Linked DNA regions of Mus musculus: regions 2, 3 and 4 are each linked to region 1. A link is a contact called in public HiChIP or PLAC-seq and promoter capture Hi-C data. All regions are on one chromosome and are shown on one strand. The core of a region is the stretch at or near the end of the contact, and the rest is flanking DNA. Distances in the headings are between cores, read along the strand shown.

Evidence for each region. Promoter capture Hi-C pulls out the DNA fragments that hold promoters and counts their contacts. HiChIP or PLAC-seq counts read pairs in DNA pulled down with a chosen protein or histone mark.
Region 2: a contact with region 1 is called in a FOXA1 HiChIP or PLAC-seq map of pancreatic cancer cells. The contact joins the enhancer-like site here to the promoter of Dbt in region 1. A contact is called at or near these places in 3 of 39 promoter capture datasets (the 3T3-L1 cell line, hippocampal neurons and neural stem cells), 3 of 115 datasets of contacts at active chromatin or transcription factors (bone marrow-derived macrophages, embryonic forebrain and pancreatic cancer cells) and 1 of 9 other capture datasets (adipose tissue).
Region 3: a contact with region 1 is called in a promoter capture Hi-C map of pre-B cells. The contact joins the promoter of Agl here to the promoter of Dbt in region 1. A contact is called at or near these places in 17 of 39 promoter capture datasets (the 3T3-L1 cell line, the C10 cell line, the HPC-7 cell line and 11 more), 1 of 15 datasets of contacts at CTCF or cohesin (embryonic stem cells), 10 of 484 Hi-C or Micro-C datasets (CD8 T cells, Sertoli cells, embryonic stem cells and 4 more), 21 of 115 datasets of contacts at active chromatin or transcription factors (the 230-238 cell line, the SCID.adh cell line, astrocytes and 13 more) and 4 of 9 other capture datasets (adipose tissue, embryonic stem cells, liver and 1 more).
Region 4: a contact with region 1 is called in an H3K4me3 HiChIP or PLAC-seq map of embryonic stem cells, with 14 read pairs. The contact joins the enhancer-like site here to the promoter of Dbt in region 1. A contact is called at or near these places in 25 of 39 promoter capture datasets (the 3T3-L1 cell line, 3T3-L1-derived adipocytes, the C10 cell line and 14 more), 13 of 115 datasets of contacts at active chromatin or transcription factors (the 230-238 cell line, the SCID.adh cell line, bone marrow-derived macrophages and 4 more) and 3 of 9 other capture datasets (adipose tissue, liver and pancreatic islet).

What each region holds. Positions count from the first base shown.
Region 1 is chr3:116,509,284-116,517,130 of GRCm38.p6, forward strand. Dbt (dihydrolipoamide branched chain transacylase E2) reads left to right here and starts at 3,787. Exons shown (of 11, transcript NM_010022.4): 1 at 3,787-3,908. The coding sequence starts at 3,858.
Region 2 is chr3:116,077,395-116,085,241 of GRCm38.p6, forward strand. No RefSeq gene overlaps it. Among named protein-coding and RNA genes, the nearest start is that of Gm31384, 12 kb to the right of the region's middle. Within about 2 kb of position 5,212, at least 26 of the 459 cell types and tissues checked have an H3K27ac peak or open chromatin away from gene starts, as enhancers often do. A contact at or near this core is called in adipose tissue and pancreatic cancer cells, where this site is marked.
Region 3 is chr3:116,804,238-116,812,084 of GRCm38.p6, forward strand. It overlaps Agl (amylo-1,6-glucosidase, 4-alpha-glucanotransferase), which reads right to left and starts at 3,929. Exons shown (of 34, transcript NM_001081326.1): 1 at 3,791-3,929; 2 at 3,031-3,180. The coding sequence starts at 3,112.
Region 4 is chr3:116,770,212-116,778,058 of GRCm38.p6, forward strand. Agl (amylo-1,6-glucosidase, 4-alpha-glucanotransferase) reads right to left here. Exons shown (of 34, transcript NM_001081326.1): 21 at 6,318-6,448; 22 at 2,553-2,689; 23 at 2,176-2,309; 24 at 1,129-1,304. Among named protein-coding and RNA genes, the nearest start is that of Agl, 34 kb to the right of the region's middle. Within about 2 kb of position 3,745, at least 7 of the 459 cell types and tissues checked have an H3K27ac peak or open chromatin away from gene starts, as enhancers often do. A contact at or near this core is called in embryonic stem cells, where this site is marked.

The sequences.
Region 1 (7,847 bases), core at 2,537-5,036:
CAGGAAATAATAAGACATTGAAGCAAGGCTGCTGTGCGAATATACATGTTGTACTTTTTAAAAATTATTATTATGTGAATGGGCATAATGTGTACACATTCATCTGTACACAGAGGCCTGAAGAGGGTATCGAATTCCCTGTGACTGGAATTCCAGAGGATTGTGAGCCACCAATCACACGGGTGAGAATCTGACCTGGGTCCTATGGAAGAGCAGCCATCTTCCCTGTGGTACCTTGATTATCATACATATTAGATTCCTATTACATAAATATAACACCCTCTGAAGAAAGCTAATCCTTTTTGTTTTTATTAATCACAGTGCTGGAGGCTGATGTCGAGGTTTGATGCATGCCAAATAAACACTGTACCAAACAGCTATAGTCTCGACCCCAGCTTATGCTTTCTAAAGCCGAACTCCTGCTGTTACTTGGGTGGTAGAAGGAAGTGGACAAGATAGAAGTATGAGGTAGAAACTGTCCAAAAAGCTGTAAGTGATATTGTAACCTGCATTGAAGGAGTGAGTATAGGCAACAGAGACACTCAGAACTGGGATTTCCCCAGGAATTCTTCTCAGGTTGGAAGAAAGACAGAAAGACCAAAAAACAGACAGACAGACAGACAGAAAGAAAGAAAATGTGTCTTCACAAAAGGTTTTGTCTAAAGTTTCAAAAGCAGTATTACTTAAAACAGTCCCAAAGCAGAAATAACGCCTATGTCATTAAAAAAAAAAATTAACATCAAAAGCCTCACAAGATCAGTGAAGTTAGAACTTTCTGGTTATTGTGTGTATGAGAACTGGAAATTGTCAAACCAAAGAACAGCAGGGAATCTCATTTTTGTAGAAGTTACTGCATAGTTTAGAGAGCTCCCACTCAAGTCAACAAGAAAAGTCAACAAGAAGGCTGGTGTGTAGCTCAGTTGGTAGAGTCTGCCTAGCAAGCTCAACAGGTCTGCTTGTTTGGGTTTTGGTTTGGTTTGGTTTTTGGCCACAATTGTATGTATTCAAAATGGGGGTGCTATGTAAAACCCTGACCCCCAAAAGAAGAATCAATAAGAAAACAATGAAAAATGAATGCACACAACAGAGAGGAAACAGTTAAAAGTACATGAAGGAAGCGTTTGAAGAATCAATATCCAGGGTTGGTGTGGGTGGCACATCTCTTCAATCAACAAAGGCAGATAGAGCTGTAGGAGCTTGGAGTACATACCAGTTCCAGGCCAGAACTACACAGACTGGGAGGGGGAAGGGGGGGCGGCATCTCAGAACCAATAAACACGTGAAACCTGTTTAACTTTACTAATAATTAAGAAACTTTAACACCATAATGCCATTGAATAGGTAAATACCTATTACTTCTAAGGCTGTCAAATGAGAAACAAAGAATAGTCCCACTCTCAGCTGCTAGACAAGTTATTTTGTACAAGCACATTGCAAAGCAATCTAACATCGCCTAAGTTAAAATTGAAGATAAACATTAGCTGTCTCAAAATTCCATTTTTAAGCTAGGCTTGGTGGTTCGGGCCTGTAATCCCAGATACTAAGCAGGCTGGGGGAATAGAAGCATAATCATGACTTCAAGGCCACCCAGACAGCTAATCGAGATCCTGTCTCAAAACTAGTAGATAAAGAAGCAGAGAGCTGGCAATGATGCTCAGTGGTTATAGACGGCTTGCTTAGCTTATGCAAGACTCTAGGTTCATTTTACAGTGTCTGTCTCTGTCTCTGTCTGTCTGTCTCTGTCTGTCCCCCTCCCTTCCTCCTTGGGTGCCTCCCTTTCTTCTCTGGGTCCTTCCCTCCCTCTTAGTTTTACTAACCAAAAACACGGTTGGCTAGTCAAGAATTGCATCACTTGGCGCTAGTAGCGCTAGTAGCAATGCCCCATTCAGATCTAGTGAATAGGTTCCAAAACCCGGCTACAAACAAAGATAAGAACACAATCATATATGGAATCAGGATCTACTGACGTAGGATGATAAACTAGTTTGTTTCCTGAAAATAAGATAGAATCGAGAGAAGCCTGAATGGAAGAAAGTTACATAGTATCTTTCAAGAGCCCTAGGAACAACTAACTCCCTTCCCTCATTATACAAGCAAGAACATATAAGATTACTAAGTCTATTCAATGCACCTATAAAAAGTTTAATGGGGCCTGGCAGTGGCGGTGCAAGCCTTTAATCCCAGCACTCAGGAGGCAGAGGCAAGCAGATTTCTGAGTTGGAGGCCAGCCTGGTCTACAGAGTGAGTTCCAGGACAGCCAGGACTACACAGAGAAACCTTGTCTCAAACAAAACAAAACAAAACAAAACAAAACAAACAAAATAATGGGAAAAGTTTTTAAAAATCAAGTTCTTTTGATTATTGCGATTTTGGGAGGTGCTGTTAAGACAGGGTTTCTCTAACAGCCCTGGCTATACTGGAATTCACTTTGTTGATCTGGCTGGCTTCAAATTCACAAAGATCCACTGTCTTCTGGGATCAAACACTTTCGTCACCTCATCTGTCTATTGCAGATTTTCTGATAAAGGCAATGATTTATATTTACTGCCTACAGTAGATGAATGTGCATTACACAATAGTACATCTGTGTAAAGTTAAACAACTTGTGAAAAACCTGAGATTTTTGTTTCACAACCACCGACTTTCCAGTGCTGAGAGTTTCTATTGGCCCCTGCTTCCTTCTGTTTTGTTTCATTCTCTCTAACGCCTTAGACATTGATGCAGATTTTTATTCTCTCTAAGAAGAAAGAACCGTTGAATTTACTGAACATATATACAATGTATGCATTTATATACCACCTATTAAAGAAAGTTCCCTCTCTCTCATTCTCTCCCTCTGGCTTTGTTTCATTTTGTTTAAGAATGAGTCTCACCACATAGCTCAGGGTGACTGGCCTTCCATTCACAATGCGACATCTCTGCCTGCCCTACCCATGTCACCCTCACAGTGCTGGGTTTCTGATGTTTCCTTTAGCAGTTCCACTTGAGCTCAATTTGACATTTCTTCAAGGGGCAAAGCAATTCAGGGTTATACGTTTGTGACTCATTTCTTAATGATGCATCTGACCACATTTTCTAAGACTCAAAGACAAAGTGATGACATGTTTATTTTAGACACGAGAAGTCAATTTCAGCAACCTCAAGGACACTATACAGGAAAGAGGAATTCCTAATCATGGAGAAGTGTTCCTGTATGGACTTATGAAAAAGTCGCGCATCAGAGTCTTGCTATGAAACATAGAAACATCTTATTTTTTCTGCCCTTAATGTAGTTACAGCACAATACCAGAAAAGACAATTTGCTACTGACCCCTCAGGTTTTCAATTAGTGACCCTTCTTGTGTGCCCTTAACATATTCTTTTTTAAAAAATTATCTATGTATGTGTGGGTGCACAACTGTTTGCATGTACAGCACATGGATGCAGGTGCCCCGAGACGGCCAGAAGAGGGCGTCGGATCCCTTGGAACTAGAGTTGTAGGCTGTTATGACCTACCTGATTGAGTGCTGGAGACTGAACCCAAGTTTCTGCAGCCCCTAAACGTGATTTCTCTCCATTATCTGAGCTAAAAAGATGGATTGTTGATGCGCGTCTACTTAACAACCCAAGTCCTGGATTTTTAAGCTGTCGTCCTCCCCAAGTCTACCTTCTCCCTCCCTCAATTCTTTTACACCTCTCAAGGGGGAGGGGGGGGGGCTTCAGTCGGCCCCGCCCCTCGCCCTGGTTGGCTGCCCGGTGGGAGGCTCGTTCCTTCTCTCCTATTGGCCGCTCAGGGAGGTGCGTCTCGGGTCTGGGGATTGGTCGCCTGGAGGAGGCGTCTTTCCCAGCTGTGTGCTGGTGGCTATTTCCGGAGTAAAATGGCTGCAGCGCGTGTACTGAGGACCTGGAGCCAGAACGCTGTCAGACTGGTAAGCAGGGTTGGATGGGTCTAAGGTTGGGAAGGATCGATTTAGTAGATGTTATCCGGAGTTGTGTGTTGCTTTCTTCTCCGAGTGCCTCGCGTCTTGTGAGCAAGTGATGGAAGGATGCATGCAAATCAGAAGGGCAGCGAAGGTGGCGTGCCAGTGAGCCTGGAAACTCACTCCTTTCCCGTCCCGGGGCGCGATTCTCTGACGATTAGCTTTGGGCGACTAGCTTTCTTCCCAACCGTACCCACATCCTGGCCTTTGACCTGCTTAACTTTGCTTGAGTACTTTCTAGATGTCAGGCATTGTGATAAGCACTGCAGACACAGCTATGTTCTTTCGAGATTTGTTGAGAGCCCACTGCGCGCCATACGCTGGCACTATTAACCTGAGAAGAGAAAAGCCTCTAGCTTGATTCACTCGGGGCTGCACTTCTCCCCTTGGTCCACAGTCGTTCCAACTTTTTAATCATCGATTTACCACCCCCATTTGCAGTTCCCCCTCACTCACAAGCTTTTAGCAACAACCGTAGATGTATCCCACTACATATCTAGTTTCTTCCTAATTACATAACTTTTTGGATACCGTAGACTTTACCCATTTCCCTAGATGTTCCTTTAGTGCTGGCCTCCTGATCTCTCCAAACCTTCTTCCCAGCCTGCTGTGTGTATTGGGCACTGGGCATATTTCTATAACACAGCCAGCCACCATCCTTTCCCTCCTAACATTGTAGCCTAGAACAGGAGAATAGGAGAGAGGGAGGCAAGGAAAGACAGAAAGCCACGGTTTTAGAAAGACGTGCTATTATGGAACAAGTGCTCAAAGCTCCTGTGACACTTGAGGGTGGACACCTATGGAGGAGTGGGGGTACAGAGAGGAATTCCTGGGGACTAGTGAGTGCGTACGGAGACTGAAGAGAAGTAGGAACTAGGCAGCAGAAGGGTACTCTTGTCAGCAGCACCTTAGTAGGTATTATGGGCAACTCTTCTTTCGAGAGCTCTCCACTCTTGGATTCTGAGACACTAGTTGACCAATATTCCTCTTCAGTTGCTCTATTCCACTGCCCTCTTTTCCTTTCCAGCTTCTAAATACCACGCAAAGACTTCCGTCAACAGTGCTCCCATAGGCTCTCGACAGACCTGCCAACTTCCTATGACCTTTTCCATCGTTTGATGTGTGTGGACACACAGACAGAATGGTGTGACGGGTGCCCACAGTGTTTAGTACAGTGACATGCTGGACAGGTTTGTAGTATAAGAGCTAGCATAGAGCTTACGTGGGCAATAAGTTAAGCCATTTGGTTTGTGTAAGCATAAGGTGAGTCCATAGACTAGCTCATCTAATAGTGAATAGATTTCACACAGACCTGTCATAAAGTGATGGATGACTACTAAAAAAAAAAAAAAATAAAAAAAGAAGCCCTGGCTTTGGCCCTCTGCGCTTTTCCAACTTCCTGCATTATCTCTCCCACGTCTTTGCATATAGTCACCAGTTGTGCTAATGGTTCCCTGGCGTTCTCTAGTCTTCCCTAGCTGTCCAAGAGATCTCCCGTTGCACAATATGAGGTGTTTTCTCAACTGCAGGTAACACAAATCCAGTGAATGAACAAGACACCATCTATGCCTATAGACTACAGGTGACATGTGTGACTGTCACTATGACGGCTGACAGTTCATCAGGGCAGTTGACCTTTTCCATACAGCCATCCGGGAGCTGCAGCAACTCACTGGGCATTTAAGTCAGGATGGAGGAAGGGATATTACCAGGCTGACATAACCAGCTAGAACACAGTTCCCTAGCTACGAGCACAGGGGAGTTGGAAAAGCTAGCCTTTGGCCATCTCACCGTGCACCACAGTGCCTCAGGGATGCAGACTCCAGGCTCCACAATAGACCCCTCAAACCTGTTTCTCTTGACTCTACCTTCCAACTCTGAAGAAATGTAGCTAGTATTTACCACCTTGCTCTTAATTACAGATGTCTTAGTCTTTCCTAACTGGGCCTCTTGCCTCTGATCAGCCTCTTTTGTAGTTCATTTCCCATAGGCCAGCCAAAAGGATCTTATAAAATGAGGCACACATTAGATTATGCCATGTTCTTGTTTAAGACTCATCTTTTTAAAAAATGCCCCCAAGCCACTTGATTGAGGAAATTTATGATGTGGCTTCTCCAACCTCTCAAGTATCATTCTTTATTGAAAACCTGCTTATTCTACAGGTTATTACCTCTTATCACACACTTTTGATTTTCCTTGCCACATCCTTCATTGTTCCTCTTTTACACATCCATTCTTAAATTTGACTTATGAGACCACATTCTACGATGTCTGCCTTTGTGAGTACCGTATCTTTATCTTGAAAATAATTGGTTTTATTATTATTTAAACCACTTTACTGGGCATTAGTTATAGACATCAATGAAAAAAAAAGTATTAGAGTAAAAGTAGCATTCTACACACACACACACACACACACACACACACACTCACTCCAGCCCCAGCTCTGAGTGCCCCCGCTGGCTGCACAGAGAACTCTACGGAACAATTACCCTAGTACACACTGCTTTCTTGATTCCAGACCTTTGCTCATATATTTCCTCTGCCTTGGAGACTCTTGCCTCATCTGCAGCCCTGCTCCTCTCCTGCGTTACTCCCACTCAGCCTCCAGTCTTACTCCAAGCTAACTCTCCAGCCAGCTTCTCTTAGAACACCCCACGGTGGCTGTGTTAATGGCCTGTGTACTTCGCTTTATCTTTCATTCTGCTGGACATTGCTTTCGGGCAGGGATCACACGTGTTTCCTTCTGGATGTGGCCACAGCGCCCCATACACCGTGAGTGCCCATAAATGCTTGCTGAGGACACAGAAAAAGAGTCCTTTTGTTTTACTTTTTCTGTTTGTTGTTTGAGTTTGGTTTTTGAGATAGTTTCTCTGTAGAACCTTGGTTGTCTTGGAACTCCCTTTGTAGACTAGGTTGACCTTGAATTCACAAAAATCTGCCTGCCTCTGCCTTCCGACTCCCAGGATTAAAAGAAGCCACCACCACCTGGCTTCCACTTTTAACTAGCATGATAGTATGGGGGTGGGAGACATGCCTTCTCTGGCTTAAAATTTTATTTTTCCTCCTTTGTATTGTCTTTTAATCTCTTCACTTTTGCTAACTTTTAAATCTCTCCTCTCTTTCTTATCAAAGCCATCCAGTTGCTTTTATTTTCGTAATACTCATTGTAACTCAGTTGCCCTTTCTCAGTCCCTGTTGATTTGGTCATTCAGGAACTCGTGTTTCTGTGTCAACAACTCCAATCCTGCCTCGGCCTCTTTCTTTACCTATAGTAGCCTGTCCTATGAGCTAGTAGCAAACTGTTTCCTCACTCTGTCTCCACTGTGACCCCCACCCTCCAATGCATATATCCCTCTCCTTCTCCTACCATTCAGATACTAGTCACCACCTTGAGTTGTCCTTTGCAGATCCGATTAAGCCAAATCAAGCTACTCACTGCTCGATCAAATTCCTGTTGCAATCTTTGTGTTTACATCATTTCCTGTGCCTTAGAAGTGTCCATCTGCTCCTTATTCATGCTCAGTGTTCCAGGCCGAATTTAAATCTCCAAGGTCGAGCTAAGCCTCCTCCACTACTTAAATGCCTCCCCCCACAGCTAGTTTTTTGGCCTATAATTTCTTATTGTAAATAATAAGAGCACTCATGACCATGCTTGGGAGAAAGGGAGAAAGAGAGAGAGAGAGAGAAAGAGAAAGAGAGAGAGAGAAAGAAAGAAGGAAAGAAAGAATTGTTTCTCCTAGATTATAGCTTGGAAAGAAAGGACTCTTTCTCTTGTCAGTGTGACATGTCAGGAGGAACCTGAGTTTTGAAGTCAAGTTTACTCGGCTTCGGAGCCTAGTTTTGCCCCTTAATCCCAGCGTGGCCTGGAACAAGTGACTTCTCCTC
Region 2 (7,847 bases), core at 3,962-6,461, 430 kb before region 1:
CAATCGAGCAGGTAACTTCTTCCCCCTTCCTGCACACTAGGTCTCCGCTGCTTTTGCTTTACCCAGGACCATTTTTCAAGGCAACATCTTTGAGTTGCTCTCCACCATTTATTACGCTTAGATTGGATGCTGTAGATATATCTATGTGAGAGCATTTTCTGATAGCAAGGGCATCGCTTCATGTTTGCCTGCAAGTGTTGTTTCTCCTGACTTAATTGGAGCCATAAAGTCTAAGCAGGCAACTGCTGCTTACTCTGAAATGTTATTTATAACATAGACTTGAGAGACTCTAGGCTGTAAAAGAAGAAGGGTATGTCACGACCACGGACAAAACATTTTACTTGTATTTGTGTTCAGCTTCTTTCATTGAGTTCTCTGTCCTGGGCTCGACAGATAACTCTTTCCATAAGCACATTGCTTTACAGCAACCAGTACCAATTATTTTCAAGGTTAATGACTTTTCTGCTCTTGCCACCAGCTCCATGCTACTGGTTTCTCCCCCACTCAATTTTTCTTCCATCATAGTCTGAGTTTGTATGTTCAACCATAAATCCGAGCGTGTGCTTTATCTTTATAAATCCTTCTTGGCTTCCTGTTCCCTTCAGGGAAAGGAACCCAGTGTTGTCACCTGGCTTATAAAACATCTAACCCAGACCTAGGTTTCTCCTCAAGCTATCTTCCCTGATAGTCTTATCTAGAACTGTTTCCTTCCCCGGTCATAGGCGAATTCCAAACTGTCTTTTTTCTTTCCAGTTTATCTCATGACTTTTAAGTCTTGTGTAGATAATTTTTAAGATGCATTTTTAATTTTATGTCTATGTGTGTCTAGCCTGCATGTATATAAGTGTACCATGTGTATGTTTGGTGCCCTCAGTGCCCCAAAGGTGATAGATCCTCTGGAACTGATATTATAGATGGTTGTTTGCCACCACATCAGTTTCTGGGAACTGAACCTGGGTCCTCTGCAAGAATGGTAAGTGTTCTTAACCACAGAACCATCTCTCCAGACATCTGTGTGGCTATATTTGATTGACATGCAAAAGGATTTGTGTGTTTAATGTGTCATGTTGATGAGCTTGTAGATAAGTGTATATTCATGAAATATAAGCACACTCAGTTTGATAAACATGCCTGACTCTTCCAATTCCTTTGATTTTTTTTTCAGCTAGAAAATATCTTCAAACAGTCTCCGTTCAGCCCTTACATAAGCCATTCCTTGAAGCTGCCGGCCAAGTCCATCTGTTTAGGGGACTAGCAGAGAATTTTGTTCCGTTTATAAGATGAATTTCATTGTGCAGTAGCTTCTCTGTTCATATGTCACTTTCCTACTAAGTCAAGAGCGCCACCTAGAATATCTTACACATCTTTGCATTCTCTGTGACTTGCATAGTTTGCCATGTAGCAAGTGCTTAAAAATGGCTGCTGAATGAAGGGAGAAAATCTCCCACCTGGTTAACAAGTATACATATTACTATTCTCAGGTGATAGCTCAATAATAAGACATAGATGTCATGGTCCCGGCACAAAAATTCTGATAACTAAAGCCTCAAAAGTGTCTAACTGAGCTAAACGGGCATCTCTCCAGCAGGATTTTGACACAAATAGGTGAACAGCACTGCTCTTCTGGGCCTGCTGTCATCTCCCGTTCAGCTCCAGAACAATTGTGAAATGAGCTTTTGGCTGACACTGATGACTTAGGAATTCAAGCTCTGTGAAATGCCACCTCTGTTTCTCTTCCCATCCCCCCACAGAAGGCCCAGGAAAAGCATTAGCTCTCCCGAGTTAGAGCAAATCCCTGCAGAAGGCAGAGTTCTCGTGCCCACATGGGATCGATAAGCTTTGGAACTGTAGGTGAGCATTCTCCTTCCTCTGTCCATAACTATTCACCACCCGCTATCCTTTGCAGAATCGTTAATAAACAACAGTAAAGAAACACACACACACAAAGACACACATACATGCACACGCACCATCTATAGTCTTTGGACAAATTCTGAAAAGCTTTTGCTTCCACTTGTTAGCTTTCTCCCATCCCAAAAGGCTCACTTTAAAATCTCCCTGGTCTGGGAGGATTTCTGGACTGCTCAACATGAAACTCAAGAAGAACGAAGACCAAAGTGTGGACACTTTGCCCCTCCTTAGAATTGGGAACAAAACACCCATGGAAGGAGTTACAGAGACAAAGTTTGGAGCTGAGACGAAAGGATGGACCATGTAGAGACTGCCATATCCAGGGATCCACCCCATAATCAGCTTCCAAACGCTGACACCATTGCATACACTAGCAAGATTTTGCTGAAAGGACCCAGATATAGCTGTCTCTTGTGAGACTATGCCCGGGCCGAGAAAACACAGAAGTGGATGCTCACAGTCAGCTATTGGATGGGTCACACAGCCCCCAATGGAGAGCTAGAGAAAGTACCCAAGGAGCTAAAGGGAACTGCAACCCTATAGGTGGAACAACAATATGAACTAACCAGTACCCCGGAGCTCTTGTCTCTAGCTGCATATGTATCAAAAGATGCCCTAGTCAGCCATCACTGGAAAAAGAGGCCCTTTGGACTTGCAAACTTTATATATGCCCCAGTACAGGGGAATGCCAGGGCCAAAAAGGGGGAGTGGGTGAGTAGGGGATTGGGGGGGTGGGTATGGGGGACTTTTGGGATAGCATTGGAAATGTAAATGGGGAAAATACCTAATTAAAAAAAAAGGAAAAAAAATAATCTCAGAAAGATAAAAAATAAAATAAAATAAAATCCCCCTGGTCTGGGAGGATTTCTGGACTGCTCAACTAGTTTTATCAATGTCAATATTTTCCTCAGCTATTGCCAGTTTTGATCATGGGCTACTGCCAAAATCCATGTATCATTCATCTGTGAGTTTTCCCCCATAGACAGACTGTTTATGAGCTCATATTCCAGTGACAGAAAGCATATGGGTTGACTCATTGTCCTGTAGCCAGCCCAGCATCAACAGTTTGCCTTCACTCGGCTAATTAAACCTTCAAGCCAGATAGCCGGTTATGCTCCTTCACACGCATGGCCAGAGTGTTTGGGAACAGAGAATTCTGGTCATCTTAACAACTGGCATGCTTTATCATATGTTTATGGCTCTTTATTTCTTACAGTCTGGATAACATACACATTTGGGGGGTCGCTCCATCAGTTCAGCAGTCTCCAACACAGCTGAGTCGTCAGCCCCGAAGTGTGATAACACAGGCATGCGCATAACAGCAGCATGGACTTCCTGTTTGAATTAGCAGATAATAGTAAGCACTTTCAAGAGCTCTCATTCAAACAGCGGAGAGGATGAACTAACTACACAGTTGCTTTCTCTAATTGCTAATAAAGACACCTATCATTAGATCTCTCTGTACAATTTGGGTTGTCAAAGTTACTATCACTGAAAACAATTTTATTTTTTTGAGAAAGGGTCTTACTATGTAGCTCCCGATGCCCTGGAACTCTCTATGTAGAACAAGCTGTTTTCAGATCATATTGTAGGAAAGAGAAAGAAAGGGGGAAAGAAACGGGATCTGGAAAGATGGAAACAGTGGTAAGAAAACATTTGTCCCTCAATCGGGAAGACTCAGAGATCCCCAGGGACACATGTGTAGATGGAGGAATTCACTCTGGAGAGTGTGTGGCCACAGTGGCGCTGTTTGCTGTGCCTGTCATCTTCCAGCACTACCTTGGCTGCTTCTGTTGCTTGGATTACTGCTCTGCACAGATGGGTGGAGTTGGTGGAAGACTCAGAAGTCGTCACCAATGGGTTTGTGTGGCCTCGGCCCCAGTTTTCTATCAGTAGCCTTAGCAAATCAAAGGCCTTTTCGCAGGAAGGATTCTGAAGTGTGTGACAAAAGACGTTGTGAGATTGCTCATAAAATAATATCTGTCTTCAGAGAGTGCTGGGCCCTCACAGACCATAGGGACTAGATGATTGTTGGAGTATAACCAACTCCCATTAATTACAATCCCACATGTCTTCTTCTTAAAGCCTTTCTTTCTGTATCCTGTGTTTTAATTCATTGCTTGACAAAACCCAGATGTTATTTTACTACATATTTTACTCTCAGCGGGGCACAAGCACAGACCCTATAACCATAAACATACTTCCATAGGAAAAGATTAAACAGTGGAAACCATATTAAGAAAAAAAATCCACATAGAAGGATATGAAAAGGAAATACTAAAAGAAGAGAAAGGCTGAAAGAAATGTTTTTTATATATGACATACTTCAGAGTCACTACATTGATATATAGCTAATTATACAAAAAAGTTTAGTGGTATAGAAGAAGCTTATGGAAGAATGAAACTGAGTCCTCACTCCCACCCTCCTGGTGGCTGTTTCTGATTCTTTGTTAACAGTTTGGTGCACAGGCAAACATTTAGAACCCAAGTATCCACATGAGCTCCTCAGCCCTCTCCCATCTCTAGAGGATGACTAGTCAGCAGTCTATGGAGAAGGAAGGACACTCCTTGAGTAAGGCTTGCTTAGAGAAATGTCTACTCAGAAGGGGATCTTAATGTCTCGTGATCCTTCTTGGATCACATGGCACATGGCTCCTGGTCACCTTCTAGACCAGTGTTTCTCAACCTGTGGGTCACAATGGCTCTGGGGGGGGGGGGTCAAATGACCCATCCACAGGGGTCACATCTCAGATATCCTGCCTATGTACATTATGATTCATAACAGTAGCAAAGTTAGTTATGGAGTAGCCACAAAATGATTGTATAGTTGTGGGTCACCACAACAGGAGGGAGTCTTATGAAAAGGTCAGAGCATGAGGAAGGTTGAGGATCACTGTTGTAGATCCCCAGAGGTCCCTCAGCAGGGAGCTCCTTGCCCTCTCAGCATTAGCTGTTGGTATGGAGAGTGTCTGCCTCTCTCCTTTCCTGTCGCCTGTGACAAGGTCCCAGTTTGTGGAAAGGAATGAGGCATGCTGCACTTTTATTATGACTCGCCCCGAGGTTCAGAGACAGCAGCAGCCTAGAAGCTAAAACCTTGGGATGCTGTTCTCATGTAACATACAAGACCCAGAACCAAAGCTGGGTCTCTTTGCTGAGAGCAAGGATCCTAAGAGATTATAACAGAAAATAAGACGTGATAATTGACATTAAAAACTCTACACAATAAAACAGACTGATTGGGAGTGGGTGGACATTCTAAATTTAGTTCCCTTTAAGATCATTCTTGCTAACGCTAATCAAAGACTTCCGCCTCCTTGTTTTTTCCTTTGAGTGAATCCCCATGAGCAGAGGATCATATCATGATTCACACTTAGACCAGTTGCTTCCAGATTCATATCACATCCATTTCCCACTAAATATTCAGATTCACACACACACACATACCGCATTTTCATACAATACACACACAGACAGGCACACTGACACACACACACACACACACACACACACACACACACACACATACACACATGCACACACAGAGGCATACAAAAACACACACACAGACACACAGAGGCATATACACAGTAGTAAATTTCACTCACACACACAAATACAGACACACACTCATATTCTGTGAATCAGAGACTGCGTAGCATGAGCCACTAGGGAGAAACTGAAAATAAAGTCTCAGACACCTCGACATTTGCTGTGCAGTGTGTGAACATTTCCATTTCAGGTTAGCATCATTGGCAGGGCCAAGGTCATTACTTTCCTTCAGTTTCAAATCTTTTCTCACTATCCTTCAAACCTGCCTTATTCTATCTCTGTGTAAAAGAAAGAGACTTGAATGATGCACAAAATTATACTTAAAGGCCACACCTTTAGCTATTCAGTTAAAAGTCAGTACGGCTTATGTTAATCTAGCTGAATCCCTGGTTAAGAACGTTTAAGTTGGGGGAGGCAGTCTTATTCTTCCCACTCTATTGAAACACCAATATGAGACAGTGTCCTACTTTACTACAAGAATGAATGTAGCACACCGTCTACACATTGTTGGAAAACATGTGAGAAAACATGTAACAAATTAATATTCTCAGCATTACAAAAATGTAAGAAAAAAGGAATCCTAATAGCAAAATTGGCAGAAACTGGTATTATTTAGAGAAGAGAAGTAAATAATAAAATAAAAACATGAACATTGTTAACAATACATAGTAAAAGTGGAGTGTAATGACACCATTATTGCTAGCCATCATATTTACAAAAAATGTTCAGGGATGACCTAACCACAGAGATGAGATGAGGCCTCTGCCTTCATCAGATAATTTATCACACTTAACCCAGAGAAGCAGCTCAGAAATGTGTCATAGAATGCTATACTTTTTAAAAATTTTTTATTGATTTTTACATTTCAAATATTATGCCCTTTCCGTTTCTCCCCCTCCAGAAATCCCCTATCCCACCCTCTCTCCCCCTGCTTCTATGAGGATGTTCCTCCACTGACCCACCCACTCACACCTCCCTGTCTTTAATTCCACTATACTGGGGCATCTATCGAGCCTTCATAGGACCAAGGACCTCTCCTCCCATTGATGGCCAATAAGGCCATCCTCTGCTACATATGCAGCTGGAGCCATGTGTACTCCTTGGTTGATGGCTTAGTCGCTGGGAGCTCGGGGGGGGGGGCATCTGGTTGATTGATACTGTTGTTCTTCCTATGGGGTTACAAACCCCTTCAACTCCTTCAGTCCTTTCTCTAACTCCTCTATAGGGGATCTCGCACTCAGTCCAATGGTTGGCTGCAAGCATATACCTCTGTATTTGTAAGGCTCTGGCAGGGCCTCTCAGGAGACAGCTATATCAGGCTCCTGTCAGAATGCTACCTTTTAATGCCTCTCTATATTAATTAATTAACTAATTATGTGTACATGTTCATGTGTATACACAGGTAGACATATGCCCGTGCATGTGGAGACCAGAGGTTAACCTTATTGTTGTACTTTGGGAGCAGTCCAGCTTGTTCTCTTGTGACAAAGTGTGTCCCTTAGTACATGGCACTGGCCAAGTAGTCAGGCAAGCTGGTGTCGTGTCTCTACCTCCCCAGAATGAGAGTTAGAAACTTAAGTCATGAAATATAGCTTTTTACCTCCATGCTGGGAATTGAACTCAGGTCTTCCATGTTTGTGCGACAAACATTTTACCAGCTGAATGGAATCCTGCTTCTAATGTATTCATGTTTTAAAACAAATAGATATTGATGATAATTAATGCATAAAATGTCAGTATTAGAATATCTGAAATTTAGGAAAATCTGTTAAATATTGGGATTAAGGGACAGCACAATTATGTTGTATACATGCATGGACTATTGCATGCAGGTACTCTTCCATTAATATAAGAAAACACTTTCAATGTCCAATAAAAATAGCATATAAAGTTATTTTAAGGCATAAAGATGCATGTATTGATCACTTAACAGTGCTTAGGTGATTTATAGACAAAGTCTTCACTCAGTTCATAATTGAAGTCTTCACTCACTTATGTCTTTTATGATTCTTTCCACAGTTTTCCATCATGATTATGTATCACTTTTATAATCAGAAAAATAACTATTTACATTTTAAGACCATGTGTTATGTTACTCCACAAAGTCTACACAAAATAACAGTGACAGAGGGAAAAACGGGGAACTATGATTTGCTCTATGGCTTCCTGACTCTTTCAAAACATGGAAGCTATGGGCTTAAATCTTTCTCACATCTGCAATAAAGTCATGTCCCCCACCCCATCCCCAATATCATACAGGAGCAATATCGCAGTGACTCATTCTTAAGTCCAGTTGTCAACTTTGAAAAAGAGCACTTGACCACATTTTTTTAAATAGTTTATTCTGAAAGAATATGTAAGTATTGCTAAAGTTGTCATGAACTAAC
Region 3 (7,847 bases), core at 2,679-5,178, 300 kb after region 1:
TCAAGATAGAGTTTCTCTGTGTAGCCTGTCCTGGAATATGTTTTGTCGACTAGGCTGGCTTTGAAGTCAAAGATCTGTCTGCCTCAGTGTCCTGAGTGCTGGATTTGAAGATGTGTGCTACCACTGTCCAAGTGATATTAATTACTCTTAATCAACTCTTTCGTCTTCAAGCAACTTAAGTGAGTTTCCAGTTTGGACTCGTTTTTTGTTGGGGTTTAAGAATTAGTCAGGGGAACCAAAAAGAGAAAAAAAAAAAAAAAAAAGCCAGGCGTGGTGGCGCACACCTTTAATCCCAGCACTCGGGAGGCAGACGCAGGCGGATTTCTGAGTTCGAGGCCAGCCTGGTCTACAAAGTGAGTTCCAGGACAGCCAGGGCCACACAGAGAAATCCTGTCTCGAAAAACCAAAAAAAAAAAAAAAAAAAAAAAAAAAAGGAATTAGTCAGGGGACTGGAGAGATGACTCAATGACTCAGCAGTTAAGAACACTGACTGCACTTCCAGAGGTCCTGAGTTCATGGACCATGGACTACATGGTGGCTCACAACCATCTGTAATGGGATCTGATGCCTTCTTCTGGTGTGTCTGAAGACAGCTATCGTGCACTCATATACATAAAATAAATAAATAATTTTAAAAAAGAATTAGTCAGTGGCTGTTTATTAAGTGTTGCACAGAGCCCTAAGTCTGTCAGATGGCTTTGTGCTCACAAACCTCACTGCACTCTAACAAGCATTAGAGGCTGCTCCACTGTTCAGCACTTAATTGCTCTGTGGCCACTGTGAAACTGGAGACCAAATCAAAGAGACAGTGAAAAAACGACCGGGAGCCTTCACAAAGGCACTTTAACTGGATGCTGAATACACAGAATGAAAGTTAAAGGTACCACAGGCACAGAGGGATCTGACAGGAGTGAGATGTAAGCACAGCCCAAGAAAAGGCACTAGAGACGGAGTGAGCAGGACAGGATGCAGAGCTATAAAGATTCAGACACTAAAGGCAGGAACAGACAGATTCCGTCTCGGCAAGAAAAAGTGCAGTCCCATTCAGAATGTCTCGGACGGAACTCAGGCGACGTCCCATAAATCAAAGGGAAGAGACTGAACAAGAAGATGATTTGGACTCTCATTTGGTGAGATGGAAGAGACGAACAGGGAGAGAGAGATGGATCAGAAAGAAATTATAGAATTTAAAGAGAGATGACAGCTAAAGAGGTGACATCACCAAGAATGCTTAAGATTCTTGTCTGCAAACATATGAAGACAGAGGCATAACTAAGGTTTGGTAAAGGGGGATGAAAGCCTAGCCTAACATAGCCACCCCATAACTATTCCACAGAATAGTGTCAGAACAAAGCTAAGCTCCAGGGAGTGGACTGAGGAGCAGAAAGACCAACACATTGTTGTTACTTAGGCTCTACTGCTATAAAACTATATATCACTAAATTACAGCCTTTAAACTCCACAGGAGAGCAACAGATCTTTACAAGGAAAATTAATGTTTAATAATAATAGTAATAATAATAATTAATGCAATTTACTCAACATTAGTCTGTTAACAACTGAATAAACAAACAAACAAATAAAAAGTCTGCCTCCCAATCCTTGTCATTATACTTGACTTAAAAGCTTCCAAGAAAAAAGTGACACTTGAGGCCATTATTTCAGAGTCCTCAGCATTGAGGCTAGAGCCCAGCCATGGGAATGCATGGTTTCTATGGTAGATGAACAGAGCAAGAAGGGAACCAGGCACACGCTGGCAATGACCTGAAATGAGGAAGACAGAGAGCCTGAGGAGAGATGCCAGAGTGAGAGGAATACTGAAGACAGAAGAGAAGGACAAACCAACCCCAGGGAAGGGCAGAGTCAGGAGAGCCAAGCTGGAGCCAGAGCTCAGTGACCCAAAACCCCGAGCAAACCTGGAAGACAAGGGCCGTTCAGCATCAAGGCCACACAGTAGATGGCTTTCCAAAAATCTCACTTTTAAAAAGTATTAAAGAAAAAAAATTCTTCAAGATGTTTATCAATGTTCACTGAATTCATCCAGGAGACTGATTTTTGTCTTGATGCATAAAAAAACTTCCTCCTTGTATTTTACAAGTTATATTTATAAATTATCAGTGGACTGTTTTCAGTATTGAATGTAAAGCGTCAGTTAGCGTGTCTGATAGTCCTGCAAATTGATCTTTGATCTTACCTTTAGTTACATTTTTCTGTCATGCTGGGGCTTGAACCCAAGACTTTGCTTGTATTAGGCAAGTCCTATACCACTTAGCTATATCCCTAGCTCAATGTAGTTCTTTAAGTGATGGCTCCAACATGTTTCAACATCACCGAAGAGGTTTTTCCACTTTTTATTTGGCTTCATCTTCTACTTGCTTGAGAGGCTCCTGATAGGGTTAGCAAGCTCACTACGCCTTTTGCTGTACTCTACTCTCCCAGCGCTGAAGCTCAATAGAGGAAAAGAGTTTGCTCTGAAAAGCCACCCTACAGATATATGCAAAGCTACATTATATATGATTTCACGAGTTATAACAATAAATGCTATTACTAATAACATGCTCAATCTTTTAACTGCACACGCACTCTCTACCACTTCTTTTTCTCCCTAAGGTAGGGACTGAACCCAGGCTAGGCACAAGTTCTACCCACGAGGGACTTCCTATAACCTGTAGTGTCTGCCTCCGGTGGTCGTCTGCAGCAAGATGAGCTGAGCTATCTTTGTGCTAACGTGACAGGTCTATTCTTAATCAACATTCATTCCTCACCACCAATGTACCTACCATTTTGGCACAAATCAAGATCTATGAAATTTCAGCTAACTTAAAGTTATTTGAGTGCGCGAGTGTGTGTGTGTGTGTGTGTGTGTGTGTGTCTGTTCATGCAGAGGACTGAATCTACAGCCTCATTTATGCTAAGCATGCATTCTACCTGCCAACACCCAGTCCCTAATTTTAAGTTAAAAAAAAATCTAATAGAACGCCAATGCATTAAAAGACATAAAAAGAGCTAATCAAACAACTTGCAACGGACCTTGTTCAAGTCTGAAGAGGGTCTTCTCTAGCTTCTCCATCTCGTTCAGTAGTAAAATTCGAATCTGCTTACTGTGTTCCATTTTGGCTTCTGGAGGATTCGAACTCTTTCCGTAGAACTAAAAGGACTCCAAAGTGGAATGAGTTACCCCTATAAAACAAAGTGGAATTATTTAAAAAAAAAAAAAAAAGGAGAAGAAGAAGAAAAAAAAAAAGAAAGAAAGAAAGAAAAGAAAAGAAAATATGACCTAAAACTCTCTGGAGTTGACAGCGGCACTTACATGTCCTAGATAGGTTTAAAGCCAAGAAGAGCAATGAGAAAGAGCAAAATCTTGTCAGTAAAGCCCAACAAGGGAGAAGTTTCTTCTCTCTTGGAGCAGAATAAGAAAGCCTGAAGCAAAGATGTAGAGTCTTACACTCAGTTCAAAACAGAGCAGACCAACAAAACCCCTAAAGCATTCTCAGAGAAAAGCAATGCATCCGCGAAAACCCTGGAGTTCAGTGGCATAAATTCCGTTCCTGAGCCAGGGGGCCCTGAAAACTCCAAATGGCACTGTAGCCTCCAGCAGATCAGGCTGCTGAACAGGTGGAAGAGCGCCCAGTTCCCAAATTCGGGTCTGAAGCCACCAATAGGGAGGTGATTGGAGAGGTTAGCAGTTGCTGTCCCGGGAATAGCTGCGGCGGCGGTGGCATGCGATGTACAGAGCGGCTATAGATAGAAGGAATGCGCGTCCGGAGACGGACGCATTCCAGGCACTTACGAGCGGGATAGACGTGCGGCGTCGGGAGCGGGAGCCGGAGCCGGGTACAGCGGGAACGCCGGACGCAGCGGCGGCCCGGGGAGGGCAGGGCGGCCGTGAAGGGCACGGGGAGGGGCGCCGGGACCCGGGCCAGGGGACAGTGACAGGCCAGGGCCGCCGAGACTCCGCCCCCCGCGGCCGGAGGACGTGCCGACTCCGCTGGGCCCCGGACTAGCCTGGGGGGCGTGGCCCTGCCTCCCCGCCCACTTCCGGGAGCCATCGCCCCCGCTAGCACAGACCACTGATCTCGCGAGAGGTGGGCACGGCTTGTGGGTTTGAGGGGGTCTGGGCTTTGGGAACTGTCATTGCCCTGATGTGCGATCGCTCTGCCTCTCTAGGAAAAGTGAGTTCAAGAGCGAAGAAGAGCTGGGATAATGTTTAGTTAGGGACGTTCTTTCTGGGAAGAAAATGCAAAGTTGGGAAAACCAAGTTTCTTAAAATTCCCTGCTTGGCTTCATTAACCTTGTGACACACTGGTCGCTGGGAAGAGGGGACCTCAGCTAAGGAACTGCCTCCATCAGATTGGCCTGTGGGCTTGTGCATGGGAGCATTTTCTTGTTTTATGGTTGCTATATGGGAGGAAAATAGGCATGGCCACCCCTGGGCAGATGGGCCTTAGTTCCATAGGTAAACAGGCGGCCCAGCCCGGGAGGAGCAAGCCAGCAAGCTGCACTTCTCTATGGTCTCTGCTTGAGGTCCTGCCTCTGGGTCTTTCTCGTTGAGTTCCTGCTTTAACTTCCTCCAATAGAGCACTGTGACCAGGAAGTGTAAGCCAAACACTTTCTTTCCCCAACTTGCTTTTGGTTCAGGGTTTTGTCACAGCAAACATGCATTTTTATTTTTTATTTATTTTTATTATTATTATTTGGTTACCGTTGATTTAAAGACAAGGAAACAGACTCCCTCAAAGGTTAAGTAACATGCTTAAAGCCGCTTCATGAACAACGGAGTGTATGTGATTTCAAGTACATTCCCGATGATTTTGGTTCACTAAACCCTTCATCTAAGGTTGGCATTATTTTCCGTGGCTTGATATCAATAAGGACTTGGTAAAATGGAAGAATGAGTGTGCATTCTAGCTTATAAAGACGTTCTGGTTTTTCTGTGACAGTCATCTCAAGATTTCTCCTTCAGGTCTGATGTTCCCTTAGGCGTCTCTTCTGCTGTGTTCCTAGGAAGTGTGGAGGCCAGAGTGCGCCCTCTGTGAACTGGCTACAAACTCCTGCTTGACCATGAAATCCCCCAGTTGAAGGCTGCCTGCTAGACTAATGAACCCAGCAGGTCTTCGTTTGGGGAGGGTTGAAGAATGGGAGCCGGTGACTCAGATACCACACTCTATCGCTGTATGTTGGGTTTCTCTGATTTTCTTTTTTAAATGTAGATTACCCAAAGCGTTCTGATCCATAACTTCTCCATCTGAAATGTGGAGCATGGGTGCACGCTCTGACACTTTATCTGGTACAGATTCATCACACTATCCTCTGGCCAGCTCATTTTGCTGCTCCCCAGTGGATAGCTGTTCTCCAGGGCTGCAAAACTAGCCTTTCCCATTGTCCTGCCTCCAGCACAACTCACATGGTATGTCTAATGTCTCAAGTAGATAGCGGTGATTTATCCTTCTGAAAGTGCTTAAATTTTTCACGTGTTGTTAATTCTACTCAACTTTGGAGGTTTCATTTTGTGAAATAAGGAGAATAGTAAGTCACGGACATCTGCTTTGGTAAGAGACTCCTCGTAGAGTGCTTCTACAAGTCACATGACGTGACTCTAAAATGAGACTCGACAAGGATGTGCTATCTGTGAAGTTCTTGGAGTGCCAAAGATGGCGTTCCACAGCGCCACATGCATGCTGATGGATGTTTGTCACATTTGTGGCGTCCTGTGCATGCAGGATTTATATATACACAACAGTTTCATCCTGTAGCTCCCAGGAGAGAATCCTTAAGGACCTTCTAATAGACAATCTCAGTTTCTGTTAGTCCCGCAGATGAGAGGAGAAAAATGCCTACCCAAATCATGGACAGTTTAATTAAAGCAAGCTTTCTTTTTGTGCCTTCCCCTGACCCAGTGTTCATGAGATCAGCCGTGGATGTGGGAACGATACTGGTTTTTATACTCAGGAATGGGGGTGGTGGTGTTCCAAATAAGGGATTTGTCAGGCAATAGGTGGGGTTACTGTTAGGTCAATGATGCTGTCAAACAAACTGAAGGAAAAGGCCCTGGGGCATGACAGATGTAAAAGGTTACAGAAAATTTCTTACTCTGGGAAGAGGAGGTACTAGGGAAAATTTATTCTCAGTGTTTGGTTCTAAATCATGGAAATTGGGAAAAACAGAGCCTAAGAACAAAATAAAGATTAGTCAGTGATAAATATGTCCTTAAAAATATATAGCCGGGCAGTGGTGGCATACTTTTTACTCCTAGCACTTGGGAGGCAGAGGCAGGCGGATTTCTGAGTTCGAGGCCAGCCTGATCTACTGTAGTAGCCTCCCCTCCCCCAGCCTTAGGGTTCCACTGTTTACACCTGGATGGAGCTTGCCGGCTCAATCGTTCTGCCATGCCCACTGCTGGAACCTGCCTCCTTGCTATTGGTCCCAGGGACTATTTGGCGGGAATCCCCCCCCCCCACCTCCTCCCCTTCATAACTGCATGCTGATATAGTAAAATTGAGCTTTGATCAGAATGCCTGTCTTAGCTGCATCATTTTTTCTCGTCGCCTAGCCCCTCTTCTCTTCCAGGTTTACAAAATGCCTTTCCAGGCTAGAACCCAGGCTGTTATCTGCTGGCCAGACACAACAATCTACAAAGTGAGTTCCAGGACAGCAGGGCTATACAGAGAAACCCTGTCTTGAAAAACCAGAAAAAAAAAAAAACAAAAAAACCCCATATATATATATATATGGCCTGGGGAATGGCTCAGTGGTTAATAGCACTGGCTGTTCTTGCAGAGAATTTGGGTTTCATTCCCAGCACCCACAACTGTCTGTAACTCCAGTCCCAAGGGATCTGACACCCTCTTCTGCCCTCAGTGGGCATCAAGCATGTGCCACGATGCACGCGTATACATGGAGACAAGCACACACATTAAAAAAAAGCCTAAGAAAGAAAAATCATCTTAAAAATTCGCAGGCACTGATACAACCAATCAGCTGAAGAGTCTATGGGATACTTGCAAACACCAGGATTTACTGGTGTGGTTTTTTTATTTCTCCCCTATGAAAGATCTTCTAAGTGTTCCTCAATTTAAAACCAAGCATTTTAACCCTTTCCGACAGTTTTCAACTTTCTGTTGAAATTGTGGACTCCACATTTCCCACAATGCAGGGCTTCCAGCTGCCATTTTGGTTTAGAAGAAGGGACCAGGAAGGGGAGGGTGCTGAACCTGGTCGTCTATATTTGTCATGGTTATGTCGGATATGTTGCAGTAAAGGCAAAAGAGCAGCAGGTTAAATCAGACATCGGTTCATTCCCGTCTGGCATAACAGCCTGGGTAAAGAGATCAAGGCTAGTGGAACATCCCTCTGACACACAGAATGCAGACTTCCTGATTTCCTCCTGGGCCAAACTCTTCTTAATTGCTCGAAAGTCTGATGGGGCAGAGCTATCATAGCCAAGTTCATGCAGCAGGGTGAAGAAAAAAGAATAAACTTCCTTTTCAAGATATTCTCTTTTAAAAGGCACGGCATCTCCATTTATAGCTGGCTAGAATCTCTGCGATAGGCGTGCACGGCAGCCAGGGGACTAACCAAAGTCTGGGTTTTATTGAAGAAAGAGAGAATGGACTTCCTCACACAAGTAGTAGTCTGCTCCAGCTTGCATTGTGTTTTAAATGTTCTTACCAAAAAGATATTTGCAACAGTAGAATGGAAGACCACTAGGGAATGTCGTCTAAAAAGGAACACAGACACTAAACCCTAGGGAATGCCGTTTACAAAGAAACACGGACACTAAACCCACATGCATTTATCCATGTCCTGTTCGGGGGAAGCTTCAGATCTGTTAATCAAAAAAAGAGCTT
Region 4 (7,847 bases), core at 2,495-4,994, 260 kb after region 1:
GTGCTATAAGTTTTATCACTAAATGACATAAATAAATGCATATATTTTGGTGGTGTTTAATAGCAGCAGTATACAATTTAAAAGGTTGAAGTTATCAGTTTGTGGAATAGTCTTTAAAAAGTTAGGCTTTCCCACACTGCCCCCGTTCTATCTACTGAGACCTGTTTGCACTTGGGGAATGACGGCTGCCAGAGCCATCAGTCAAACGAAAACCTGAAACACAATTAGAGAATTAAAGTGGACTGTCATTCTATTCCTCTTCTTAGTTAAACAATGTTTTGTGTGTGATGCTGAGGAGCTGAACTTACTGGGTTCTACTCTGTCCCTTGGCCCTAAGACAGAGTCTTATGCTCATTCTAAAGCAAAAGGTAGTGCTGTTGGGTACCACAAGGTCTTTCATCTGACCTGAGCCAACGCAAATTAAAAGCTTAAACTTAGCAGAGGCAACCACGTAGAAGATATTACTACTTAGTCTTATCTTATAGAGTTCAGACTCATTTGGAAAGCAGTAAATGCTATACTTCATGTTACCAAAAGCCTGAGGAGCAACGGGAAGGTCTAAACTCTAGCCGCCTCAACTACTTGATGCTTTCTAAGAACACACTAGAAGTTTACTGAGAAGAAAACCGTTTCTTCAGGCATACTCTGATTATTTGGATGTTTGAGACCTACTTGCAAAAGATGGTGTCAGTAAATATGGCTTAAAGTATTTGACAACAATGAAGACATATGATAGAAAATTCATTTAACATGTTTTGTATTTCATAACTTGCAATCTCTTAATAACTACAATGGTTTACTTTTAAACACCAGGGAGGAAAATGGTATTAAATTAAATTTAATGAAAGATATTTAAGGTGTCAAGAACTGGGATTTAATAGATACCTGCAGAAGAAAGGACTACTCAACCACAATCAAAAATACACATAAGTGGTTAATACACAGTTACAGTTGCATAGTAAGAATTATTGTTATGAGTGAGAGGCTATTAAGTGAGCAGTTTACTAAGCAATGGCATAAAAATCTTGGATAATATGTTTTTTATAAAACATCGTTTTCCCACAGGGTTTCCTTGTTGACCATTACAGCTGTTCCCACCTGACCTCTGACCTCCACCAGCGGCCTCACCTGCAGCTAAGGAGGCACAGCACTGCTCCTTCTCCTTTGTGATCTCATTTAACCTGCACGGCACATCCAGGAGCGAGGGAGAAAGCAGCGGCAGACAAGGGCATTTCCCGACTCCACACATCTGGACAGAACCCAGTGACAGGTGCTTCACGAAGGTGGATCCGTTCTGAACAAAGCTGTAACAAAGTGGAAACACAATCTTTTGAGCTCTTTTATTGTGCATTCTTTTTGCCAACTGATTTTTCTACGGAAATGTGTAAAATAAGAAAATAGTTTTATGGATGTCATTTAATAAGTTAATTAATAATAAAACAAGTAATATAATTTTGTTTTTTCATATCATATTTTAAAACAGTTTATTTACTTATTTTATGTATGTGAGTACACTGTAGCTGTCTTCAGACACTCCAGAAGAGGGCATTGGGTCCCATTACAGATGGTTGTGAGCCACCATGTGGTTGTTGCTAGGAATTGAAGTGAGGACCTCTGGAAGAGCAGTCAGTGCTCTTAACCTCTGAGCCATCTTCCCAGCTCCTCCATATCATATTTTACAGGCTTTGTAAACTAGGTTTAAACCCCACCCCTTGCTGGGGACTGGACCCCAGGCCGTATGCTTGCTAGACACCCAAACATCGCCATCAAGTGTTAAAATGTGTACACAGTGAGTGTGTTTGCGTGTAGGGTGCTTCTGTATGCCTGAAGCCCTGGATTTGATCCTGAACATCTTATAAAGTGGATGCACCTTGTAATCTCAGCATTTGGGAGTGGAGTGGAGTGGAGGCAGGGGGACCAGAAGCATAAGCTCAGCCTTGCCCACACGGTGTAACTGAGGTCTTCAGTACATGAGACCCTGTCTCAAAACCAAACCAAACCCCAAGCAAACTCTCCATTTGGTTTGCATGTTCTAGACTAAAGGACGCTAATACTGACTGTCCACCGGGAAAGCTTCCCAGCTCTGCGTCTGTGATAGTTCCTCAGGTTTTGGTCTTTTACAATCATGTATAAAATGACTCTCTATAGCTCCCACCCAGCTATGCCCATCTCTACCTTGACATCTGTTTCCACGCTACATCCAGCAGAGTGGTGTATGCACCAATCAATATAGCGTCAAAGTAGCAGGGGATGAGGTAGCGTGGGATCTGCTTCAGGTAGAAGAACATAGCCTGCAGCCATTTACCAACCTGTTACAGAAATAATGTGGAAAGTTAACTTGGTGTGTTTATAGGCTGGATATATTTGAAGAGTTAAATCTAAATATGTGACTTTGCTGGCCAGTAATCCATTAAGAGATAACCACTCCTTAGAACTGAAACACGATCAAGAAAGGAAACTGGCCTGAGGAAGCTGTGACTTATCTACAGTGGTAATAAAGCCCAAGTCTCAATGCCCCTCGACTGTTTGCACTCGAGCACCGTTCTACTTACCTCAGCAATACTTCCTGATCTTGAAATAAGCCGACCACTCACGTAGTCGATCATCCAGTCTCCCGACCTCAAGTTTTCACAGAATGGATGCCCCAGGTCATTCTTCGGTCTTATTTCTGCCAACACGGACATTAATCCTAAAAAGTGAGACATTACTGAGCTGTTGGTTGAGTCAAATGTCCTTGCTGCTCAGCTTATGTCCAGTCTCTAATGATCTGGGGTGAGCGCAGATACAGACAGACATAACGACTACTCGGTTCACAGTGGCACTTAGCATGGCTGAGTGAGAAAACTGTCAGGGTGCCTACTTTAGCAAGGACATAAAAGCGGGAAGCCAGGGATCTGCAGCTGCAAGAGCAATACAAAGCTTCCCGGGGGTCAGGACGTCTGCGACTCTTCTTCTTTATTTGTATTTAATACTATAACATTGAAAACAGCCGGTGTAACTTCTCATCCTAAAGCATGAAGCAGGTAAGCATGAGTATTCTGGGTTGGCAAGTGGTAGATTAATATTTAGGGAGGAATCAAGGGATCACAAAGCTGGTTTAGGAAGCGCGACCACCAGTGGTGGATGATAATGAAGCCTGCTTCAGAAGTAGTCTTTGAAATGTACAGGAGATATTAGAGCTAAACACACAGTCACTAAGTGAGCAGCTGGGCATACGATGACTGCTAAGCACACTTCTCAAGGGTCACCAGCCTTCTTCCTATGAACACTCGAAGCAGATTCTGTAATTCTAGTACAGGATGGCTATACTTTCATCCTTCAGGAAAATAATAATTTCTACCTTAAAACAGCATGTGGCTTCACCGGCTCCATTTTAAATAAATTCATTTAGTTAGAACTTAATGAATTTTACGTGTGCAGCATATTTTTAAAAATTAAAAACAACGAATTTAAGACGTAGGATTTTGGGGGCTGGAGGGATGGCTCAGTGGTTAAGAGCAATAGCTGCTCTTCCAGAGGTCCTGAGTTCAATTCCCAGCAACCACATGGTGGCTCACGACCATCTGACGCCCTTTTCTGGTGTGTCTGAAGACAGCGACAGTGTACTTATATATAATTAATAAATCTTAAAAAAAAAAAAAGAAGAAGCTGGACGACAAGGCTGCATGGATACTGTGTTAGAGGCGACGCCCTCTGCCCAGTCCTGTCAGGGAGGGACTCACTAGTGCTGCAGCTGAATCAAGGAGCGGCCATGAAAAGGTGTTCCAGCAACAGAGCGGCGGCAGGGCTGTGGGAGCCACGGCTTGTGTAGGAGGCAGACTGGGCTCGCCGCGCTGCTTTATAGGAAGCACTTAATCTTGGAATGGGCGGTAACTGTGGGGAGCAAAGGGAATGGCAAGGCGAAGGGAGCACAAGGCTCTGCAAGCACTAACTGGCTGTTGAGAATCTGGAGCAGAGCCATAAAAGGTTCCTAGATTCCAAATTAGCAGAGCACAGAGCACTGTAAGAGGTGGGGAACACAACTGTGCTCGCTCACGGCAGGAAAAGGTCAGCGCGTGCTTAGGTAGGAGTTAGCTTATGGCTGTTGTTAACAGTCTGCTAAAAGATGTTTTGTGCTGCCAAAACTGTTGTCTTAGGAGAGGAAAAAATGACTGATATATATATATAAAACCAAAGCCAAAAAACCCCAAACAAATCAGATAAGGGGAATTTTATTAAAAAAAAAAAAGTCAAATCACTTCATGAGGCATACAAGAAAAAGGACAGGAAATGAGCTTTTTTTAAGCTTAAAATCGGTAACACTTCTTTTATAAAATGGATTTATTTTTGTTTATGTGCATGTGTGTATCTGTATGTTTTATTTATGTGTACGTGGTATATGAATGCAGTACCCATGAAAGCCAGAAGAGAACACAGGTCATCTGGAACTGGAGTTGCAGGGAATTCTGAGCCACCCATGAAGGCTCAGAAGTGAGCCTAGGTCCTCCAGGCGAGCAGTTACGTGTGCTTAACCGGAGCCATCTCCCCAGCCCTGACACATGACCTCTGCGTGCTTACTCGGAACCAGGGCTAAGAGACTATGAGCGGTGTGGATCCTAATCACACCCCCTGTGGCACAGAACTATGGTGAGAAAACTGAACCATGGAGTTGTTTACTGCAAGGTTATACAGGTAGTTAGTATAGGGGAGTCTGGTTTCTTGTTTTTGTTGTTGTTATGATTTTTGTTTGTTTGTTTGTTTGTTTGGAGACAGGTTCTCACTCTGTAGCTCTGGCTGTTCTGGAACTCACCAAGTACACTGGGATAGCCTTGAACTCACAGAGATCCACCTACTGGAACTAAAGACATGCACCACTACACCCTGTTGAAGTCTCTTTCTTTCTTTTTTTAATAATTTATTTTATTTTTATCTTGCGTGCACTGGTGTTTTGCCTGTATGTCTGTCTGTGTGAGGGTGTTAGATCTTGGAGTTACAAATAGTTATGAACTGCCATGTGTGTGCTGCGAATTGAACCTGGGTCCTTTGGAAGATCAGTCAGTGCTCTTAACCACTGAACTATCTCTCCAGCCCCTAAAGTCTGTTTTTTAACCATAGTAGATACATTCACACACACAAGATATACTAATTTCCAGAATAAGGCAGTATTTTCCAAAGATCAAATAAAAAATACAGTAAACAAATACAAGTGTCAGCCTGAGGACGAATGACTATGATAAGCAATGATTAAGAAAGGCTTTATATGGGGCTGGAGAGATGGCTCAGTGGTTAAGAGCACTGGCTGCTCTTCCAGCCATCCTGAGTTATTCCTAGCAGCCACACGGTGGCTCACAGACATCTGTAATGAATGGGATCTGATGCCCTCTTCCAGTGTGTCTGAAGACAATGACAGTGTATTCATATACATAAAATAAATAAATCTTAAAAAGAAAAAAAAGGCTTTATAAAGCTGGATGTGGTCATACACGCACGTAATCCCAGCATTTAAGAGTGGGCATAGGAAGATCAGGAGTTTAAGGTTATCCTTAGCAAAACAGTGTCTCTGAGGCCAGTGTGGGCATGTCTCCAAAGGACAATAATGAAGATAAGAAAGGCTTGATAGAATACAAAAGTTAATATAAAAAATACGGTGGAGTTGGGTGTGGTGGCAGGCGCCTTTAATCAATGAGTTAAGTAACATTACCTATACTTTTTTTTTCTCTTGAGACAAGGTCCCCTTATAATCCAGGTGGCCTCAAATTTTCACCTTTTCTGTTTTAGCCTCCTGAGTAGTTGGGATTACAATCTTGTTCCACCACACCTGGCTATCATTAATACATTTTTGTTTTGTTTCATTTAAGACAGGGATTCACTGTATAGCTCTGGCTGGCCTAGGTCTCATTATGTAGACCAAGCAGGCATTGAGCTCACAGAGTCCCGCCTACCTCTGCCTCACAAGTACTGGAACTACAGGTGTGCACTAGAGACAGCTCAGTGGTTAAGGCCACTTGGTGTTCTTGCAAAAGAATAGGTTCAGTACCCGGTACCTACACGGCAAAACTCCACTTCCAGGGGATCTAACACCTTTTTCTGGCCTTTGTGGTTAACAGGCAAGCACATGCATGCATGCATACATACATACATGCATGCATACATACACACATGCAAGTAAAACACACTCATAAATAAAATAATCTAAAAAATGTAAAACATGCATTACTGCATGCCTAGTTCTATCATTCATATTTTATTGAGGCAGAAATCGGGGTTCAGAAAGGCTATGCTACTAATGGTAACCAACAAAAGCCATAAATTATAATCTGAACTCAGGTTAGACCTACCTTGAAGTCCTGCGTACTTAAGTGATGACCAGTTTGGTATGTCATAGCAACCGCCACCGTCTTCTTGTTCTTCTGATTCACATCGGTAAAGTACCTGGTTTAGCTCAGCCAAAGTCAATTTAGAGGCAATGCTAAGAATTAGAAAATAAATATACTATTATTTCATTTTCTATAAGTAAAAGAAAAAGAAAAATCTGCATTATAAATATTAAATGTCTTAGAAATGCTTGGTTCTAGGTACTTCTCTGTTGTTAAGATAACACACTCTGACCAGAACCAACCAGGGGTCTGTGATGGTTTGAATTAGACAGGTTCCAGAGGCACACATACTTGAAAACTTGGTCCCCAGGCCAACCTGTTCTAAGAAAGTCTTCAACTGAGGTTCCCTCTTTGCAGGTGACTCTAACTGTATCAAAGTTGATAAAAAACTAATCAGAACATATATGTGCTAAACACTCATCACTGAAGTAAACATATACTACCATAGTATATCACAAGGAATAATTAAGGAGCAAAATGTAGTGGAAATGAAATAAGAGCTAATGTCACTCAAACTAAATAAAAAAAAATCTAGTGACAGCTAAAGATAAAGACTTTTATCTGTGTTTGTGTTTGTACAGGCGTGAATGCAGAAGCCTATGGAGGCCCAAAGTGGGCCTTGGGTTCACTTAAGCTAGAATTACAAGCAGTTGTTAACCACCTAACACGGGTACTGAGAACTGACCTCTGGTCCTCTACAAGAGCAGCAAGTGCTTTTAAGGGCTCAGCCAGGTCTCCAGCTCTGTGTCAATTTTATTCATTCAGAGTATGCTAGATCATCTTTAGGCTGTGATCTTCTGAACTTCTGATCGGCCTGCTTCTACCCTTTAAATGCTGTGGTTACAGGTATCAACTACCATGCAAGTTCTGGCTGGCCTGGAATGTGCAGGATCCTCCTGCCTCTGCCTACCGAGTGCTGCATATTTTATGCTCTTAAATATGACATCACAATAATACATACTCATTCTTGGAAAAGACGACACTCTCACATAAAGCTGAACATGCTCATTAAATCATTTTTTTTTCCAGAGGTTACTTTACAGTATGTATTAAAAAAACCTCAAATATGTGATTTACTCTAGCTCCCAAATTTCACTTTGAGAAATTTAGCTTAGTGTCAGTAACCACAACACTAAGTAGCTATCAGGTGACAGGCACGAATCACCTGTTTTGCATGTGTTACTGTGATGCCGGGAAGTGGGGGGAGCCCTGGGGAGCAGTCCTGGAGCGTGAGTGAGGTCGAGGTGTGTCCAAGCCCCGGGAGTTACGTCCTGAGATTGGCAGGAGTAGGGTCGCTCCCCCACCAGGCCTGCATGTCAGCGCAGGTGGACCTATGGCCCCATCTTTGCCACTGGTTGGGACGGAAGGTGGTCATGTCTGTTATGGGTGGGGAAGCGAGGTAGGAATGACATGTTATCCTGTTTAATTTGTACAAAATTTAAGAAGTAAGTATTATTATTGGCCCCACTGTCCAGATGTGAAACCTAAAAG